2 separate regions of the Sus scrofa genome follow, and region 1 is linked to region 2. A link is a contact called in public Hi-C data. All regions are on one chromosome and are shown on one strand. The core of a region is the stretch at or near the end of the contact, and the rest is flanking DNA. Distances in the headings are between cores, read along the strand shown.

Region 1 (3,406 bases), core at 589-3,088, 180 kb after region 2:
ATTATTGCTGAAGAGTGACTGGCAAGAGAAGGCAGTGAAGCAGGGGAAAGAAAAAGTTTAGAGTTGGGGATATCAAGGTTCAGATCTTGGCTACACCATTTGACCCCAGGTATGTTACTTATGCTCTTGAGACTTAATTTCCTAGACTGTAAAGTGAGAGTATCAGTTATTCATTGTGAGAACTAAATTCAATGGTATGTAATTAGCTTATGAGCTGGTTATTAGATCTGTTTCAGGTCTCCCACTTTCCTTGTCTATGTGATAAGAGGTTCAACCTCTGTTGGCAGATTTCCCAGCTCTGGTTCTGACCAATAGGAGGCACTCTTAGGAGATGGGAGAGTCAGCAGGTGAGTTTTGTTTGCTGTGTGGCTCCAGCTTCTACAAAACAGGCCCACCGTGGTTCTAGCTTCTTCCATAACTCTGGCCCTTGGGTACTGGTATCACTACTTTCTCCATTTGTCAGAGTAGCACACCTGCTGTGCTAATCTCTGGGTTGTCTCATTGTTTGCTCTTGGTTTTTTATCTCTAACAGCACTTGTATCCATGAGGCCCTGAGTTAAATGCCTTCTCTCTTGAACACTTGGAGTGGTTTCTCTTTCCCTCATTGGACTTTTACTGATTCCATCCATTTCAGTAATCTAACTGTGAGCTACAGGGAACTTGAACTAAGCTGAAGAGGCAAAGATCAGGAGAAATCAGGCAGTTTTAAATGATGGTAACTGGCACTGATGGAGATAGGCCTTTGGGAGGGGAGCTGGCTTTGGGATAAAAGCTATGGGTTTGGTGAAGAGCATGTAGAAGAAGAATCTTCATGATTTCATTGTCTCTGCATCCTTTGCCTTTCCCACACAAGTGTACTGAAGCTGCAGGGGTATGAGGAGGTTGCCTTTGTCTCTGGGGAAAGGGAGAAGTTCGGAGGGAAGAGAGGAGAGCAGTGTGTGGTCCAGAAGGGCTCTTGGCCTGGCCTGGAACATATCTCTCAATTCCTTGACTCCAGCCTTGTCACTATAATCTTTCTGGGGAGTAGAATAGGGGGCTAGCCATTCTGAACCTATTCTTTGCCAGTTGGGCAGTAGCTCTTTACCAAAGGGACTGCAATGAGCAGGCTGTTCCTCTTGCCATGGTAGCATTTGTAAGAAGAGTGCTGTGGGAGGAGATAAAAATGAACTTCCAAATGGCCTGCAGGAATCTAGAGATGTTTGGGGGACTCACTTTTAGGTCCAGACTTAATAAACAAAACAGCAGATACTTGAAGCTTTAATTTCCTCATGGGTTAAGATAGTTCATGTTGGGGATGGTCAGCATTGCTGGAATCCACTTCCTCATTATGCTGGGGCATTATGGAAAATGGTCTCTGAGGGACAGAAATGAGCCTGCATCTTCAAGAACAATGTCTAGATATATTAAGAAATGACCTCAGATGGAAAACAAACATAAAATCATTCTGGCAAATCAGAGACAGCATGTTATGTGGCATTCATGATGTGTTTTATTTGTGTGTTGGGAAAAAGAAGAGTCTAATAAATGAAGACAAACAGGAAGCCCTTCCTAAACTCTCTTCCCAGATACTCTTCAGTCACGTTGTACAGGTCGAAGGTTCTGGGAAGAAACAGCTAGTGCTCTGACCTGCCTTCTACAACTATTATGTTTCCTGTTTTGTAGGAACTTGGGACTGAAAAGTGCACAAACCAATGGATCTAAACTCTTAAACTATTAATATTCACAAACCTAAAGGATGACTAGTTGAAACCTCTCTCTCTCTCTCTCTCTCTCTCTATGTGTTTGTGTGTGTGTATGCGTTTGTGTGTGTGTGTGTGTGAGAGAGAGAGAGAGAGAATTCCAGATGTCCTTGAAATGTCACATTATATTTAACTTCCAGATAACCACCAGTAAATTATATAATTGAATCAATGAATTGAATGTTAAATGAATCAGTACTTTATAGTTTCTCAAAAACTAGCTTTTGGTTTTTCTATGGCCTTTTTCAATTCTGAGTGAATTAGGTTTTTTTTGGAGAAAACCTTTTATGTTATGTCCTCTAAAATATAGTGAGAAGAAGCATGGTTTCCTTGGATTGATGTTTGCATTAATAAAGCTTTTTATTCACAACAACCTAAGTAATATAAAATTAAAATCAACTGCTGATCTCAGGGAGCAAGCGGATTTTCTGATAAGGGTTGTATAACCATTTTTACATTTCTTCTTTTCCTTTTTAATAAATGATGAAAGCTCCAGTGCTGTTCTAAGATCACATTTATTTATAGTGATAAGTGTGAAGCCAATCCTTGTTTCATCACTCTGATTAGCGGTCACACAAACACAATAGAACCTGACATGCTGGCAACCTCTTCTCATTACAGCTTTCCAACCAACCTCCAAGCTCATGGCTGGAAGTCAAATGAGGTGGGCTGTTTCCAAGTAGGAAAGAAAAATAATTGGCTTTGGAGAGAAAGGGATTATTAAAATTTCCATGTGAAATTTCCACCACTTCTTGGCTTCAGATGGAATGGTAGTTACACTAAGATGCCTCTGCTGCAATTTTGTTATTAAAAGCATTCAAAGAAATGGAGAAATTTATTACAGACAACACCACTTCAATAACATTTCCCTGTGTTCCTGCTGTTTATCTCATTATTAATTAAAACCAAAATAACTAGAAAAATTCTAGCAACAAAATCTTTCGTCAGAGAAGTCTTTTGGTTAAAGCAGTTTTTCCTGTCCTTACATATGAAACTGTTTTCCTACCCAAAAGGGACTGATTCGTTTTCTTCTTTAACTGCTGTAGACATTAGGAAAAGAGTATAATGCTTTATATAAAACATCGATGTGGACAAAGGCAACTTTTCTGGCCACCTGGTCTTTAGAGACAAACACTATGGAATCCAACAGACCCAGTTGTAAATGCTACATAGTCTCTCCTTGGCCTAGGCTTAATTTCCACTTATCTCTGCTGAGTGGTCTTGGGCAGGTGACTTCATCTCTCTAACCTCAGTTTCTTCATCTGCAAATCAGGGATAAAGAAACCTCCACAAAGATTTGTCGTGAGGGAAAACAAGGCAGAGTGTGTAAAGAGCTGACATGACAGAGAGCCTGGCGCATAGAAAGATTCAAACCTTAGTAGCTGTTATTTTTTAAAGTTCTTATGCTGTTTGCTTTTGTGACTATTAGCATTTGACAGGCTGCTAACTGCATTACTACATTCTGTCATCATAGAATTGCCTCTGAGTGATGCATGAGGCCTCACAAATTAGATAGAATTGTGGAAGTGTTGGGTGTTGCTGACTCTCATTTGGATTCAAGGATACCGCATTTGGCACTTAGCTTTAGCAGCAATGGCAAAAACATAAGTTCAGTTTTAGTCATTGCTACCCACAATTCTTGATTTTGGATTTTTGAATAAAAATAA
Region 2 (3,369 bases), core at 801-3,300:
TTCCAAGGTTCACATGATATAAGAAAGACTTTTCTAATGATATGGAAAATTTGGATCCAAGTGAGAGGAGAGAGAAGAGACAAAAATTGGGGGAAGTGGGGAAAAGGAGCAGAAACAGTGGGGGAGGAAAAACAGCAGCTCCAGGGGGAGCGACTTTGCTTCTCACACCCTTACCTACAAGTCCTAGGGCAGAAAGAAGCCTGGCAAAGGGACCAGAAGTCTGTAGGGTACAGCTTCGGACAAAGTTCAAGGGACCTTTAAACCCACACAAAGTGAAAAAAGAGGAGAATTGGCTCCATTCAACTGACTCTCTCTCCCCCAGGCTCTGATGATTGCACATTAAGATGGAGTTTCTGCCCTAGTGGGAGTCAACATGAAAAATCTTCCGTGGTCTGGCATTTGGATTTGCCATTAGGAGTGAAAGGTGAATGTAGAACAATTTCCAAATGACATTCCTCTCATGTATAAATAAGGGGGGTTGGCATTTGACTTTGCTGTGTATTTTGAAAGCTGCAGCAAATGCAGCGAATGAATTCAATGACAGGCTTTAGCCATGTTTTTGATGTACTGGGTGGTGATAGTTGGAGGTAGGAGGCCATTACAGCAGGCAGAATGAGAGCAAAAATGTCATTCAAGGCAATGTTCTTCTCAGTTCCTGGCAACCTCTGCTGCACAGCTGCAATGTGGCAGGGTGGGGGAGGGAGCAGGGAGGATGACAGGGAGATGGTACCACTGTGAGCAGCAGCCGACTGCCCTGCTGGCCAAACTCTGACACATCAGCTGGAGAGTACCAGTCCTGGCTCTAGATTGTCATCTGATTACATATTGCTTCACACCTTTGTAACCGTTATCTGTTTACTGTGCCTTTTGAATAAATCTTTATGCATGTAGTGATTAAAAGATAGGCAGCACCTAATATGCTCATTCATCTGCATTTATGGTAGATTAAACAGGAGGTGAAAGTCTAACTATCCTTTTAAATTGCTCTGCTTTCAGGATTAATGCATTGCATTGTATCTTTTCATTTAAAATTTTTATCTTTGCATTGATTGGTTTTGGATTGGTTTTTCCTCAATATTCAGATACATACAGAGATTTTGATAGGTGTCAGTCACTGATAGTTAATATTATGATTCTAAGATGGTAGTTACAGAAAAAAATCTTTAAAATTCTCCTATTTTAGCCTCCAGGATGAAACTAATTTTTCTTCTAGAAAACAGAACTGGGCTTGAATCTCAGTGCAGCCACTATGGCAGTATTAATTTTTTTATTGTGGTAAAATATACATAACAAAATTTGCCATTTTAAGCATACAGTTCTGTGACATTATGTCTATTTATATTGCGGTGTAACCATCAGCTCTATCTCCAGAAAATTTTCACCTTACCTAACTGGACCTCTATACCCATTAAACAATAGCTCCTCATCCCTCCCTCCCCTCAGCTCCTGGCTTTATGAATTGAACTACTCTATACCTCACATAAGTGGAATCATATACAATATTTGTCCTTCTGTGACTGGCTTTTTTCACTTAGTATGATGTCTTCAGAGTTCATCCATGTTCTAGCATATATCAGAATTTCCTTCTTTCTTAAGGTTGAATAATACTCCGTTATATACACGTATCACATTTTATTTATCCATTCATCTGTTGATGGACAGTAGGGTTGTTTTCATTTTTGGTTATTGCTAATAATTGCTGCTGTGAACAGGGTGTGCATATATATCTGTTCATGTCTTTGCTTTCAATTCTTTTGGGTATGTATACGCAGAAGAGAGACTGCTGGATCTGATTTGAGGAACTGCCTGTCTTAATAAGTTCAGGTTGCTGAATAGAACATCACAGGCTGGGAGGCTTATAAACAACAGAAATTTATTTCCCACTGTCCTGGAGGCTGGAAGTTTGAGATAAGCGTGCCAGTGTGGTCGGGTTCTGGCAAGGACCCTCTTTTTAGTTGCAGATTGCCGTCCTCTCACTGTGTCCTCACATGACAGAAGGGGACAGAACTCTCTGGGTTCTCTTATATAAGGGTGCTATTCTTATTCATGTGGGCTCTACTCTCATGACATAATCATCTCCCAAAAGTCCTGCCTCCTAATACCATCACACTGGGGAGGGTTAGGATTTCAACATATGAATTTGGGGGAGGGGACACAAACATTCAGCCCATACTATTTCCTGGGACAGATTTTAATCTTTCTGAGCCTCACTTTCTCAGTTGTAAAATAGGAATAATAATCCCTAGTCTGAAGTGGGTTGTAAGCATTAGGAATAATGTAGGTGAAACTTCAGCATCATTTCTCGCCCCTGGAGGCTATAGCAACACAACATGTAGTTTTTGCCCAAACCTTGCTGTTTCTCACCTGTCTCTGCTCTTGCTGCCCCTCTATTTTACCCTCTCTTGCCCAGGCCCTCTCCTGCTTACCTGTAAGACTTGCCCAGGGGCTACCTTCTCCAGGAAATTGTCTCTTTCTCTCCCCAAGCCATGTTACATGCTGCTGTTTATGCTTTTTATGGCGCTTCTGTTATGAGGGTATGAAGATTGTCTCTTCACTCTGTGTGTAGGTTCATTCAGTACATACATTCTGAAATAGTGACTGTGTGCTTGGTGCTGGGGTTTCAGTGATGACACAGCACATAGAATCTATCTGCTAGGAGCTCTGTCTACACCAGTTTCTCAGGGCGTGGTTTACATGACCACCTTATCAGGATCACTTGGGAGCTTTGGTGTCTCATACTGGGCTCAGGCATTTGAACTGTTCACATTCACTGTGGGTGGCTCTTGTACACACTGGTCTTTGAGTTAGGAGAGTCCATGAGGGTAGGCCCTGTGTCAGTCAGCACGTCATCCTTAGCCCTGAGCCTAATTCCTGGCACAAGTAGGTATGCAGGAAATATTGTTGCAGGAGTAGGGTACTCTGCACTGAAATGAGGTTGGAAGGACATGCTCCTTCAGGGTCCTGTGGTAGCTCTAGCACTAGGTGTGGCTACCACTAGTATGGAGTGGAGATTAATTTTTTTCCCAAAAAGGGAAGTACCAGGTCAGTTTAGGGATTCCAAACATTTACTGATTTTTTTGCTGCGTGGGGCTTCTCTGCCTCAGTCTCAGAGCTCTAGATTTGCTGAAGGAGAAAGATGGGCAATTTTTACCTTAAATTACTTCAGATTCATTCAGTCTTTTAAATGCTAATGCTCCTTTAGTTCCCAAGGAAGTCTTTTTGAATCAGCTTTCATTAAGTATTACAATGCTTGAAGAGGTGTATCATGCAAGAATTTGAAATTAAGTTCTCTGGACTACATAATTTATGTTAACAGTTATATATGCATAAATAGTTTATATGCACATAATATAAACTTGTTTATTAGGA

Evidence for each region. Hi-C and Micro-C count contacts between places; a contact is called where the count stands out from the background.
Region 1: a contact with region 2 is called in a Hi-C map of heart right ventricle, with 2.5 times the contacts expected there. The contact joins two enhancer-like sites. A contact is called at or near these places in 1 of 47 Hi-C or Micro-C datasets (heart right ventricle) and 1 of 2 datasets of contacts at active chromatin or transcription factors (alveolar macrophages).

What each region holds. Positions count from the first base shown.
Region 1 is chr15:101,849,378-101,852,783 of Sscrofa11.1, forward strand. The region is part of intron 1 of PLCL1 (inactive phospholipase C-like protein 1); the gene reads left to right. Among named protein-coding and RNA genes, the nearest start is that of PLCL1, 230 kb to the left of the region's middle. Within about 2 kb of position 1,839, at least 4 of the 83 cell types and tissues checked have an H3K27ac peak or open chromatin away from gene starts, as enhancers often do.
Region 2 is chr15:101,669,826-101,673,194 of Sscrofa11.1, forward strand. The region is part of intron 1 of PLCL1 (inactive phospholipase C-like protein 1); the gene reads left to right. Among named protein-coding and RNA genes, the nearest start is that of PLCL1, 48 kb to the left of the region's middle. Within about 2 kb of position 2,051, at least 10 of the 83 cell types and tissues checked have an H3K27ac peak or open chromatin away from gene starts, as enhancers often do.